Linked DNA regions of Mus musculus: region 1 is linked to region 2. A link is a contact called in public promoter capture Hi-C data. All regions are on one chromosome and are shown on one strand. Each heading gives the region's core, a stretch centred on a gene start, on an enhancer-like site or on the middle of the called end of the contact. The rest is flanking DNA. Distances are from core to core; before and after follow the strand shown. Region 1 overlaps Gm15997 (predicted gene 15997). Region 2 holds the start of 8430423G03Rik (RIKEN cDNA 8430423G03 gene).

Region 1 (5,893 bases), core at 226-2,725, 540 kb before region 2:
TAAGTGAACTCCTGGTATGCCTAGGGAGCCCAGCTTCAGATCTCTGCTATTGATTTGCCTGGGCGTGAAGGGTGCAGTCTGGTCTCTGCTTTCTTACCTTTTCAGCCCTCAGGCTCTGAGCCGGGTCTGCGTGATGCAGAGGCGTCCTCCTGTGCGTGGGCTCTTGGGAGCTGACCGAGTGGCTCCGCATTCTTTCTCGAGTGAGGCATTCCCGCAGCAGCCAGATAGGGGGCTCCACACTCGGAAGGCAGGGCTCCCCTGAAGGCTGAGGCCTTGCTGGCGATGTCTGAGCTCGAAGCAGCATAGGCGCCCCCAGGATAGCTGCTGGTTTCAGGATGCTGCGTGGACACCACACAGTTCCTTTAGGGGACTCTGAAGAACTCTGGGGTCCACCTAACCTCGCTTGTGCAACCCTCTGGGCAGCCTGGACAGCCACAACCGTAGATAGAACGCTTCACATTCAGAAAATGCTTTTGGGGATGTGGGGGCAGGGCTTCTACTGTCCTTGGCCAAGATAGGAAGCATAAGCACTGTGGGAAGGGTGGGAGGGAGGGTCGGCCCTAACCAAGTCCTCATAAACCGTTTCTGTTCTGACGGAAAATAATGAGGATGTGAGGATGGGTCAAGGCAAAATTCTGGGCAAAGGGAAGGATTGTGATCAAATAAATCAATAACAAAGTGAATCTGACATATATTTCATAGTTTTTATTGTAGTGAGTGAAAATTGGATATAAATGACCACATGTTTAAACGACAATCCTAATTACAGTTCATTTTGCCACAGTGTCACCGGATCCCCAGTGGTACCTTGGATGGCTGGTTCTCCCAGAGAGGGCTTGCATCTTAGAGAAACAGAGGCAGCGGTGGTTTGTCGACTTCTCTTGTGAAGCACGGAGCCCTTTAGGAATTTGTACTTAGAGTGATATCGGCTATGCCCCTGCTTAACCTACAGTGCAAAGATCTTGCTTGTTTATTTCTTGATAAATATATACTAGAAAAAAAGTTTTCTCTTTCGCTGCCCAACTAGGCAAGGAGTTTGTAATCCCATTCCTCCATTTCTTAAGAGACAAAAGATAGATCAGGAGACCTATGGAGAGGTTTTGCTTAGGCCTATCAGCCATAGCACGGTGTCCACTGGCCCTGTTTTCTAGTTAGAAACAAGCATGTCTCGCTGAGCTCTGTCTGAGGCTACACTGGGCACCTGAGCCATCTCTACCGGCTCTCAATGCCTTCTGACAGCCCATGGCTTGCCTAGCCACCCTCTGCGCATGCCTAGTCCGTAGAGACGCAGACACAAAGTATATCAAAGAAAGCTGGTGCAAGCAGGAGCTTAAAGAGCGCTAAGCAATTCAGACGCGAGCTAATCCAAATCATCACAGGGGTGCATTTGTGCGGCGGCCAGATCAGAGCCAACACGGGTGCCCTGGGCTCCCTAGAATCCTGTCTGCCGAATGTGCTTGCAAGGCTGGAAGACAGCAGCTTGCTTCAGATCATGAGCTGGCATGCCCTGGTTGCCCATGGCAACCCAGCTGCTCTGGAGTGCTAGCATTTGTAAATGTGTGTGGGCTTAAAATTGTATTATTGATTCCGTCTGAAAGACGATAGTCTGATTTGTATATAGCTCGGAATAAATTAATCATTATCCTTTATAGCCCAACAGAGTATGAATTTCCTTTTTTTCTTCTTCTTCTTCTCTACCTCGTGGTTTTACTTGAGAGACAGAAAAACACATCAGCAGATGTGAAATGAAATGTTTCCCATAACAACCACACCAGAGGAATCCACAGCCAGAGGACCCGCCTGGAGAGCTGTCCTGTATTACTGAATAAATAACAAATGGATCGGGGTGGGATGGAGCCAGCATCGGGGGCAACCTATTCTAAAAGGGCTGCAGGGTGTAGTTTAGACTACAATGAGATGCAGCTGTGGAAAGGGGGAACTACAGGTCTGCCCAGGCCTCCTCCTTGCTGGGGTTTCTCTTCTGTGCATGCTGCACATTCCTGGGCAGACTGAGGTATCGTTGCCCTAGTCCCTTCACCTTTGCTCTGTCCATGGTCCTTGCCAGTAACTCCGTGCGTCCTTCCATGAAAGGCATCATGCATTGCCCTTGACCGTGGCCTTGGCTCACTCTGACTAATTTGACAAAGTGGCAGAGAGCCAATTCTGAGAGGAGACTTTAAAGGACTCTGAGAGTTGTCCCGGGGTGCTTCTGCCACGCCCGTGAGAACACTGTACCTTCAGTGGGAATGCAAATGAGCACATGACAGACAGCCACCATCCCCACCAAAGGAGCCACCAGGCTCCTACTTGGAGAGTTCCCCAGCCTAGAGCAGTCAGTTACTCCTGCCAAGCTAAGGATACATACCCACTGCTGAATGCAACCAGAGTTTTGTGGATGCTTACTGACAGGCAGTAGCTGATGAACACTGTCCCCCACCCGTCTAATATTAGGGTCATCAGTGGTATGATATGTCTAATATTAGGGTTTGAATATGGTTTGTCCCCAAAGGTCCCATCTGCAACAGGATGATGGTGGGAAGTGTTACGGAACCTTTGGCTCCAGGGAAAGGTAACCACAGAGGAGTGTGGGTTTGCAAGAGTGTGCCTCCAGCTAGCCTCGGAAATTGGGGATTGCGTGCCGGTTTGGCAGCAGCCAGTTGTGGTGGTTAGACGACAGGGAATGTGAGCAGGTTCCGTGGCAATCGGACCATAGAAAGTTGAGCAGATGCCACATGGGGTTAGCCACGGAGGCAGCAAGACCGCCAGGCCCAGAGAGTAGCTATTTAAATTTTTTAAAATATTACATGAAACAGTCCTGTGCATGCTCCTGGCATGATCCTCTAGACCACGAGGTGATGAAGCCAAGGAGTGATCTTCCTTGAGCTGACACCATGGTTGAACATTATGCTGCTGTGAGCAGAATGGATTGCTTTAAGTCCTCAGAAGGTACTGTAAATACCATCTATCTTAGAGTGGACATGTCTACAGAATACCACCATCTTAAATGTGTGCCTTTTCTACCCTTCATCTTTCCACTCCTCAGTCAAGGTGTGGCTGATACAAGTTCATTTAATCAATTTCTGACAAATGTTATGGAATTTCTAATATATCTATCTATCTATCTATCTATCTATCTCTATCTCTATCTCTATCTCTATCTCTATCTCTATCTCTATCTCTATCTCTATCTCTATCTCTATCTCTATCTCTATATCTATCTATCTATCTATCTATCTATCTATCTATATATATATATATATATATATATATAGAGAGAGAGAGAGAGAGAGACCATGGCCCTGAGGATATCACATTGAACAAAGGCAAAAGAGGGTAGGCTAGATATGTAAGGAAAACTCAGGACTTAGCATTTAGCCAACTTATTGTACATTTCTGTTGCTGTAATAAAACACCATGGCCAGGGCAACTTATGGAAAGAAGAGCTTATTTGGGGTTTATAGTTCTGGCTGAGAGACATGACAGTAAGCAACAGGCATGGTGGCTAGCGCAGTCACTGAGGGTTCACATCTTGGGCCTCAAACATGAACCAGAGAGAGCCAACTGGAAATGGTGGGAGGTTTTGAAACCTCAAAGCCTACCTCCAGGGATATGCCTTCTCCCATATGGCCACACCTCCTAAGCCTCCCCAAACAGTGACACCAAAGTAGGGATCAAGTATTCAAAAGCCAGAATCTATGCATGTCAGCCTCATTCAAACCACTACAGTTATTATTTATTAAAACACTAAGAAGTCTCGGTTTTAGGACATGTAAAATAGTAATAGAAGCCATGCTTGCAATATGCTGTTTCAGAGGTGTTGCCTAGGTATGAAAGTAGAGATGTCAAGTGGATAGTGGGATGTCCAAATAAGGAGGTCTTAGGAGGGGGTAGAGCTGAAGAGATAAATGTGGAAGGAAATGCCACCCAACACCAGATGAGCATTCCTAAGCAGACTGCAGAGAGGAGAAGCGCAAGATGGCCTGGTTTGAACCTTAGGCACCCCTGCAGTTAAACAGTATGCAGAGGAAGATGGGTAAAGTACCACGGAGCAGCTAGAAGAGGGAAAACCAAGAGAGCCGCATCGGAAAGACAGGAGTCTGCCTTCCCACCCGGTGTCATCCCTGCCTTCTCTGGCTTACAAACTCAGTTTCTGCTTCAGCATTGGGCCATTGCCCTTCAGGGGAGCAACGGTGTCTTCCCAGGCTCAGAACCAGAGTCAAGGGTCATCTACAACTATACTTACTTGTTTGGGTCTCATTTTAGACTTGATCATGTGACTGAGCTTTGGCTAATCATATTTGAGTGGACACCCACAGAGTGCCTTATGGGCAAGACTGCTGTGTCTGAGACAAAAAGGAGAAAACATCTTGTCTCAGTCAGGGTTTCTATTCCTGCACAAAACATCATGACCAAGATTCAAATTGGGGAGGAAAGGGTTTATTCAGCTTATACTTCCACATTGCTGTTCATCACCAAAGGAAGTCAGGACTGGAACTCAAGCAGGTCAGGAAGCAGGAGCTGATGCAGAGGCCATGGAGGGATGTTACTTACTGGCTTGTTTCCCCTGGCTTGCTCAGCCTGCTCTCTTATAGAACCTAAGACTACCAACCCAGGGATGGCCCCACCCACAGTCTCCCCCCCCCCCACCCCCTAATCACTAATTGAGAAACTGCCTTACAGCTGGATCTCATGGAGGCTTTTCCTCACATGAAACTCCTTTCTCTGAGATAACTCCAGCTTGTGTCAAGTTGACACACAAAACCAGCCAGTACATATCTCTTCGCTGAATTCAGATGGAGATGTCTCTGCCTCCGTCTTGCTCCGTACGCCCAAGTTGCTGTTGGGGGATGAGCACTTTTGCTAAATGTTTAGGCACGGTGGCTCAAAAGCTGTTTTTTGTGGCTCCACAAGATTAGGTGACATGCAGCCATAATGGTTCATTTCATCTCATTTTGGGAAATAACAATTGCTTGTTGCTTTAGGTACATCGTTGCAACATAGTCTTGTTGCTAGCGACATAGTCTTGTCGCTAACCTAATATGGTTGTAACAGAACAAACATTTTTCTCCCACTCTGAGAATGTGTTACCTCAGGAGACATGGATCAAGTTCCTATTTCGAAGTTTCATAATTTTTGAAAACAGGATCTTGTATGTCTCAAACTAGTTTCAGACTCAAGACCCTCTCGCCTCTGCCTCTGGGGTGTTAGAATTACAGGCACTCACTCCCAGGTGCTTAAACACTTTCTAGAAAGCATTTCATCATCTACGCTTGGGAAGTGAGAGGCTGGGCCGAGGAGACTGGGGAATATTCTAGAATTAATTTTCCTGTGAATGTGGAAAAGACTCCTGATGGGGCAATGTGAGAGGAGGAGGGAGAGGAGGAGGGAGAGCAGCAGAATCCTTGTGGTCAGGAGAAGATTCGACATTGACATAGAAAGCACGGAGACACTTTGTGCCTTGAGTAAGCAGCTCCTGATGTCACGGCCACTGCAGCTGTAGGGTTCAGGACAGCCGCACAGTTCTTTAATCGTATTCTCTTTATCCAATTAATGCTTCTAAAAGAGCTTTAATTTTGCATTAATCAAAAGCTCTCTTATTTCCAGGATTGACTCAAATTCACACACACACACACACACACACACACACACACACACACACACACAAACACACAAGTTATCAAGGCAGAAGGTCTGATTATAAGGAAAAACTCCCTAGCAACAGCCAGTTAAACACACAGAGCTGGAAGCCTTGCTGTGTGGGTTGTTCTTGCCAGACCGAGGGGGCGCTGGTCACAGTGACAATGGGACAAACGTCCCTCCATCTTCCTTGACAACACAAACAATTACCTTACCTACACAGCTTGTGTTGACAGTAGCCAGATCCAGGCCTATA
Region 2 (5,839 bases), core at 2,026-4,525:
CCAAATTTGCCAACGATGCATAAAGTGGAGCAAAAAACGGAGAGAGATCTGTGACTGGAAGTCCACCTGTGTCTCCTTCCCATGTCAGCCCAGCCAGGGTGTAGGGAAAAGCCCAGCGCCATGTTTGCCCTTTCCCAGACACTCCTTGTCCCATTAGGATGACCTTTTCCCTCTTCCAACATCCCTGTGTGGTCACAGCCGCCCCAGTGCCTGGAGTCACTCCAGCATGACTTGTGACTCTGCACTGCTCTTATGCAGGCAGAGGCCATGCCAAAGGGGATGTCTTTGGCTGGGTGTCTGGGATTGCACGGCAATTGGGGGGGGGGGGGTTAATCTCAATCGTGTCTGTTGCTGGAGAGGAGGAAAAGAGAGTTGTTCTTCTGCTCTCCCCACCCCTCCTCCATATCTGTCCCTTCTACCCTGGAAGGATGGAGGGGGAGGAGGAAAGGTCTAGTGAGCCTCTTAAGGAGAGCTGGGTGCACCTCAGACCTCCAGAGTGGATGCCTGTTGACCACAGCTTAAGGATCCTGGGACAGACATTCTGCAGCCTCCTCAGTCCATCAGGTCAGAGACTGAAGTGAAATGGGAAAAACGTATTTTTCTTAGTATTATACTAACACTAGCATAATTTTAAAAATATAAGACCAATTATTGAAGCCAGGGCCCAGGAGTAAAAAAAAAAAAAAAATCAGGAGGCAGATTTCTGAGTTCGAGGCCAGCCTGGTCTACAAAGTGAGTTCCAGGACAGCCAGGGCTACACAGAGAAACCCTGTCTCGAAACCACCCCCCCCAAAAAATTAATTATTTTTATTCTTTTATGTGTTTTACCTCATGTGTGTCTAAACACCATATGCATGCAGTGCCCACAGCGGCCAGAAGAGGGCGATAGATTCCCTGGAACTGGAGTTAGAGTCGTGAGACATCGTATTGGTGCTTGGAGCTGAACCTAGGTCCTCTGCAAGAGCAACATGTGCTCTTAGCCACTGAGCCATCTCCCCAGCTCCCAGACTGAATATTTTGTACATTATGTTCTGGATCTGATATCTCTACACCCAGTTCTCAAACAAAACATTTAAACAACTTGTGTTGGTAGGGATCAAATCTAGAGCTTGTGTATGAGATTAACACTTCACTACTGTGGCCCATCCTTAGACCTGAAAGAGCTCCTGTTGTTTGCTTTCAGAGTGGAAACGATTCCTCTTCTTGTTATAGGTTCTGCGATTGTGAGAATCACCCTCTATTTGGCAGCTTCCAGTAAGGATGCGGGCCCAGTTTGCTCTCATGTCTTAGGGTTTTATTGCTGTGAAGAGACACCACGACCAAGGCAACTCACTTTAGTGGGGCTGGCTTATAGTTTCAGAGGTTTAGTTTATTATCATCATGGTGGAAGGCAGAGCTAGTGCAGGCCGACTTGGTGCTGAGAGTCCTACACCTTGATCCAAAGGCAGCCAGGACGAGGCTCTCTTCTGCACTGGGTGGAGCACTAGGAGACCTCAAAGTCCTCCTACATAGTGACATACTTCCTCTAACAAGGCCATTTCTACGCCAACAAGGCCATGTCTCCTAATAGTGCCCCTTCCCATGGGCCAAGTGTATTCAAACACACGAGTGCCTGTCAGCCTCCAGAAAGGCTGTGTGGTCTCACCTCCCTCAGCCCCTTTCCAGTGTCTGTGAGTGGCTCTCCAAGACCAAGGCTTGGCACTTCTGTCACAGGGGCAAGTCTGGCCTTGTGGCCTCTGTTTCTGTTTAGCCCCATGAGCTAAAAATAGATTTACCTTTCTTAAGTGTTAAAAAAAAAAAAGTCAAAAGAAGAATGCTAGTAAATGACACCTAAAAAAAAAGTGTCCATTAATAGAGTCCGTTGGAACCAGTCGACTGTTCATTTATTTCTGTCCCAGTTGATACTATTTGTAGCTGCCTTCCCACTCCAATGGCAGTTGTGGGTGGCTGCGGTAGACACTAGGTGGTTTAGAGAATCAAAAAAAAAAAAAAAAAAAAATTCCCATGAGTCCCTTCGCCCCTTCGCCTGTTTCAGAATTCAGTCTTTCTGGGCTTCTCCTCTATGTTTTCACCATGGTGCTGGTAGTGGCTGTCCTGAGGAGCCCTGTAGGCCTCAGTCTGGAGATGGGAGGGCTATCTCTTTCCTCAGAGGGCTGGTCAGATCCATGGTGGTCGGGCTGTTTCACCTAAGGCTGCAGATGGAAGACAAGAACAATCACAGAATCTGGAGAGGAGAAAGGTGTCAATTGGGGGTGGTCGAGGGAGGATGTTGCCAGACCACACACATCCCAATGTGGCCAGGGCATTTAAATCTCCTTGACAATTCTTGCCTAAACTAAACAGTGGGCCAACTGGGGAACAAGTGACCAAGCCAAGATTGTACGAGTGCACGTGTATGTGTGTATGTGTGTGTGTGCACGCATGTGTGTGTGTAAATAACACAATTCAGGGACATGAAAGGAGAGAGGACTTGAGGGGAGTAGGGGACCAGGAAAAGGCCAGTAAGCAGGGTCAGATGGGGCAGAGTAGTGAGAAGGAAGACAAAGTATAATTAATTACACAAAATTACCAAAAATGCCACAATGTAACGCATTAAACTGACTCTCAAAGTAATTGAGGGGAAAAAAATGCATTTACAAAATAAAGTTTCATGGCATAAAATTGTTACAGGAATTTTTTTAGGGTCAAAACCTGGGCCCTGGAGACCCCAGTGATCTTGGAAGGCATCTTTCTTCCTTGGCGTGGTGTTCATCAGGAAGCTTTTTATTGACGGTCTTATCTCCTCCTGGTCCTTGGGCTCCTTGCTCTGTTCCACAGCCAACTCCTCAGTCCACACAGTAAGAGGAAATAAGGAAAGAGAACTCCCTGAAACAGAAAGACAAAACGGGGCCTAGAAATCTACAGACCGGACTGGCCGGCATCGGGACACATGGCCTCTCTTAGCTACAATGGTCATGTGCGAGCAGGAGCGTCGCCCCTGCTGAATGAAACCGGTGTTCTGATAGAAAGCAAGAACGGAGGGATCAGTACCAGCCTATATTGGATCCCTGATCTTGCCAAACTTGAGAGTTATGGAGGAAAGAGCCCACGCCATTGAGTCCTCCTCTGTCCCTGGTGAAGGCGAGAAAAAGCAAACCTTTTCTGAGTCGTGACAGCTGGGGGATGTCCCGTGGCTCCCCTCTTCTTTTTGGCCAGAGAATGTAACTGGTCGTCCCACAGGGTAGCATGTAACCGAGAGGAAATAAACGTCGTGGCTGTGGAATGTGTGGTCTATTGCTCACTGAGGAGGGTGGCGGGGCTTTTTACAACAGGAAGCCCAGGATGGATGGCGAATCGTAAGGAAGTAATCAGTGTGGTATTTCACTTCAGTTGGAGGGAGTCCGTTCGCTGCCTCTTAGCCTGGTTGCTTGAGGAGTCGATTTTCCCCAACCACTTACAGCTGTCGTGTTTTGTAGTGATTTCTATGTGTTATGTTTGGGGTTCTCAACTTAGAACAAGGCTCGCTTCTTCTTCAATTTGTTGCTTTCTTTAGTACTTCCAACAGTTCAGCCAGCCAAGAAACTGTGTGATGGGCCTGAAGCTACGGGGAGGCAGCACCCTACCATGGGGCAAGCCCTGCCTGCGGGGGAACCATTTAGATTGAACTAAAAAGAAACAGTGGCGAATGGTGGGGCTCAGGAGTGATCTGCCACAGCCACCTGGAGAACAAAACTAGGAAACATTGTATATGTTTTTAAAAAGTTACTTATTATTTTGTCTCTGTAGTCATGAGGATCAAACACGTTTGATCTACAGTTTATCTATCCCCCAGATCCTGAGCCAGTGTTTTTGTATCTTGGGTCGGTTGACTTGCGCTCACGTCAGTCAAATGCGACGACTGTAACTTTACAAGCAGAATTGCATTTCATAAAAAGCTCAGCCTTGGGGCTGGAGAAATGGCTCAGTGGTTAGGAGCACTTCCTGCTCTTGTAGAGGCCCCAAGTTTGGTTCCCAGCACTCGCATGGTGGCTCACAGCCACCTGTAACCGCCACTCTCGGGCCTCTGTGGATTAGAATACAAGATTTTTCTCCTTTGTAGTTTTTATAATTCTTATAGTCTACAGGCATGACGTGTGTCTTGAGTAACGGGCATGCGCATTCCTGCATATGTGTGTGTTTGTACAGGGTCTCCTTGTGTATCTCAGGCTGCCCTCAACTTTGAAATCTTCCTGCCTCAGTCTCCTGGGTACCGAATTTGCTAGCATGCCAAGCTTGGTTTGCATTTTTGTCCAGTGTTTCTTCAGGTCTATGTCCAGTCTCTCAAGCAAAATATAAACTGCTTTAGGTGCGGGAAGATGCTGTGGAATAATATTTGGATTCTAGGGTTGGACATTTTTTAAAAATGGATATCTTGAATGTTTAACTAAGAACCTGTCTTTCCACATAAATATATTTGCAAATCTGAAAACAGTCTTTTATTAGACCAAACATATACTTTAAAAAAAAAACCCTTTCCTTTAACATGTTATTTTTATAGGTGCTAAAAGAAACAGCGCGGTGGTAAGGAGAGCAGACACTTGCTGACTTCCAGCTGTGGAGGGGACACCTCTGATTGCTTTCATTCTAACAGCTCGGAGAGGCTGGGGTTACTGTCTCACTCATCCTACATCTCAGGAAACCAAGGCATGGGGCTGACATCCACGCCAAGGTCAGGATGCCACCCAGGTTCAGGCCGCCAGGGCTCGCTCAAAGGGCTTACCCACCACACACACTGCAGCTCACTCACAGCAACACGGGAAGCCAGAGAAGAAGCAGCCGAACTGTAATTAGAGGCCAGAGGAGGAGACGCAGAGACCATCTCAGGATTTATGCCTGAGTGGTGGTGATGTGGCGAGAGTCCTCTGTGTAATGAAGATGTCACCTTCTAATGAGTTTGGAAGAAAGGAGAGTGTGTTAGCCGGAGGTCTATTTTTGGATCTTTATCTTCTGATATTATGAAGAAGAAGATGAAACCTCCTGACTGTTTTTTCTGTCTATGGGATCTCTGATTGGAATTATTCTTTCAAGGATGCACTCCCCAGACTCGGGCTGAGGGGAGTTTGTTCAGTTTTTCATTAAAAACGGCTCCCACACCTAACAGGTTCTTCATCTTTTTCACCTTCATAGCTAGGAACTCTCCCACAGGGGGGTCTGGAGTTCTTGAAATATTTTTAGGTTGCCAGGTTTCTTGTGTGGGCTCTCCAGAAAGCCAATTTTATTTCTGAGTCCTCACAGCCGTCCAGTTCTGTCTTCCACTCCCTCACTGAATGGCCACACAATGCTGCCTACTTACTGGTTTTTGTGGGGGCCCAGAGATATTGGTCTATAGGGTATTGAATATGCTATTAACCTCCTCAGATGGGAGGGGAGTCTCTTCTCCATGTCAATCTCCAGGCCTTGTAATAGGGTTCCTCTGTAATTCTTTGCAGCCTGATGCAAGATGGGATCAAATGTCATAATTCAATGCACTTTGAGCATCTCAAAAGGGGACAGAGAAGAGGGCTGTCTGTTTGTGGTGGTGCCCATCTTTAAGGAGAGCTCCCTAAAAGCCAAAGACTCCTATTGTGTGACTTCTTCATGCCTGCAGGGAGAAGCCAATCTCCTCAGGACTAGGTAAGAGACTGCTGTTAGTCCTGTGAAGCACAGTCAAGTCAAAGTTGAGAGCTGTCGCCGGAATTTTTAGCTGGGTACTTCCTAATTGTGTATTCTTTTAAAAAAATTAAAGTTTTTTTCCATTTTATTTGTATGAGTTTGCCTGCGTGTGTGTGTGTGTGTGTGTGTGTGTATATATATATATGTATGTATATATATATATATATAT

The links. Promoter capture Hi-C pulls out the DNA fragments that hold promoters and counts their contacts.
Region 1: a promoter capture Hi-C map of cranial neural crest shows a contact between it and region 2, with 2.8 times the contacts expected there. The contact joins the enhancer-like site here to the promoter of 8430423G03Rik in region 2. A contact is called at or near these places in 6 of 39 promoter capture datasets (the 3T3-L1 cell line, 3T3-L1-derived adipocytes, cranial neural crest and 3 more) and 2 of 115 datasets of contacts at active chromatin or transcription factors (SST interneurons and pancreatic cancer cells).

Annotation. Positions count from the first base shown.
Region 1 is chr5:149,484,818-149,490,710 of GRCm38.p6, reverse strand. Gm15997 (predicted gene 15997) reads left to right here. Exons shown (of 5, transcript NR_045423.1): 5 at 785-1,655. It also overlaps a transcript of Wdr95 not described here. Among named protein-coding and RNA genes, the nearest start is that of Wdr95, 41 kb to the left of the region's middle. Within about 2 kb of position 1,475, at least 90 of the 459 cell types and tissues checked have an H3K27ac peak or open chromatin away from gene starts, as enhancers often do. A contact at or near this core is called in SST interneurons, where this site is marked.
Region 2 is chr5:148,947,686-148,953,524 of GRCm38.p6, reverse strand. 8430423G03Rik (RIKEN cDNA 8430423G03 gene) reads right to left here and starts at 3,275. Exons shown (of 3, transcript NR_040686.1): 1 at 3,137-3,275; 2 at 2,692-2,865; 3 at 1,867-2,192. It overlaps LOC108169085 (a long non-coding RNA gene), which reads left to right and starts at 329. Exons shown (of 2, transcript XR_001785025.1): 1 at 329-564; 2 at 4,517-5,758.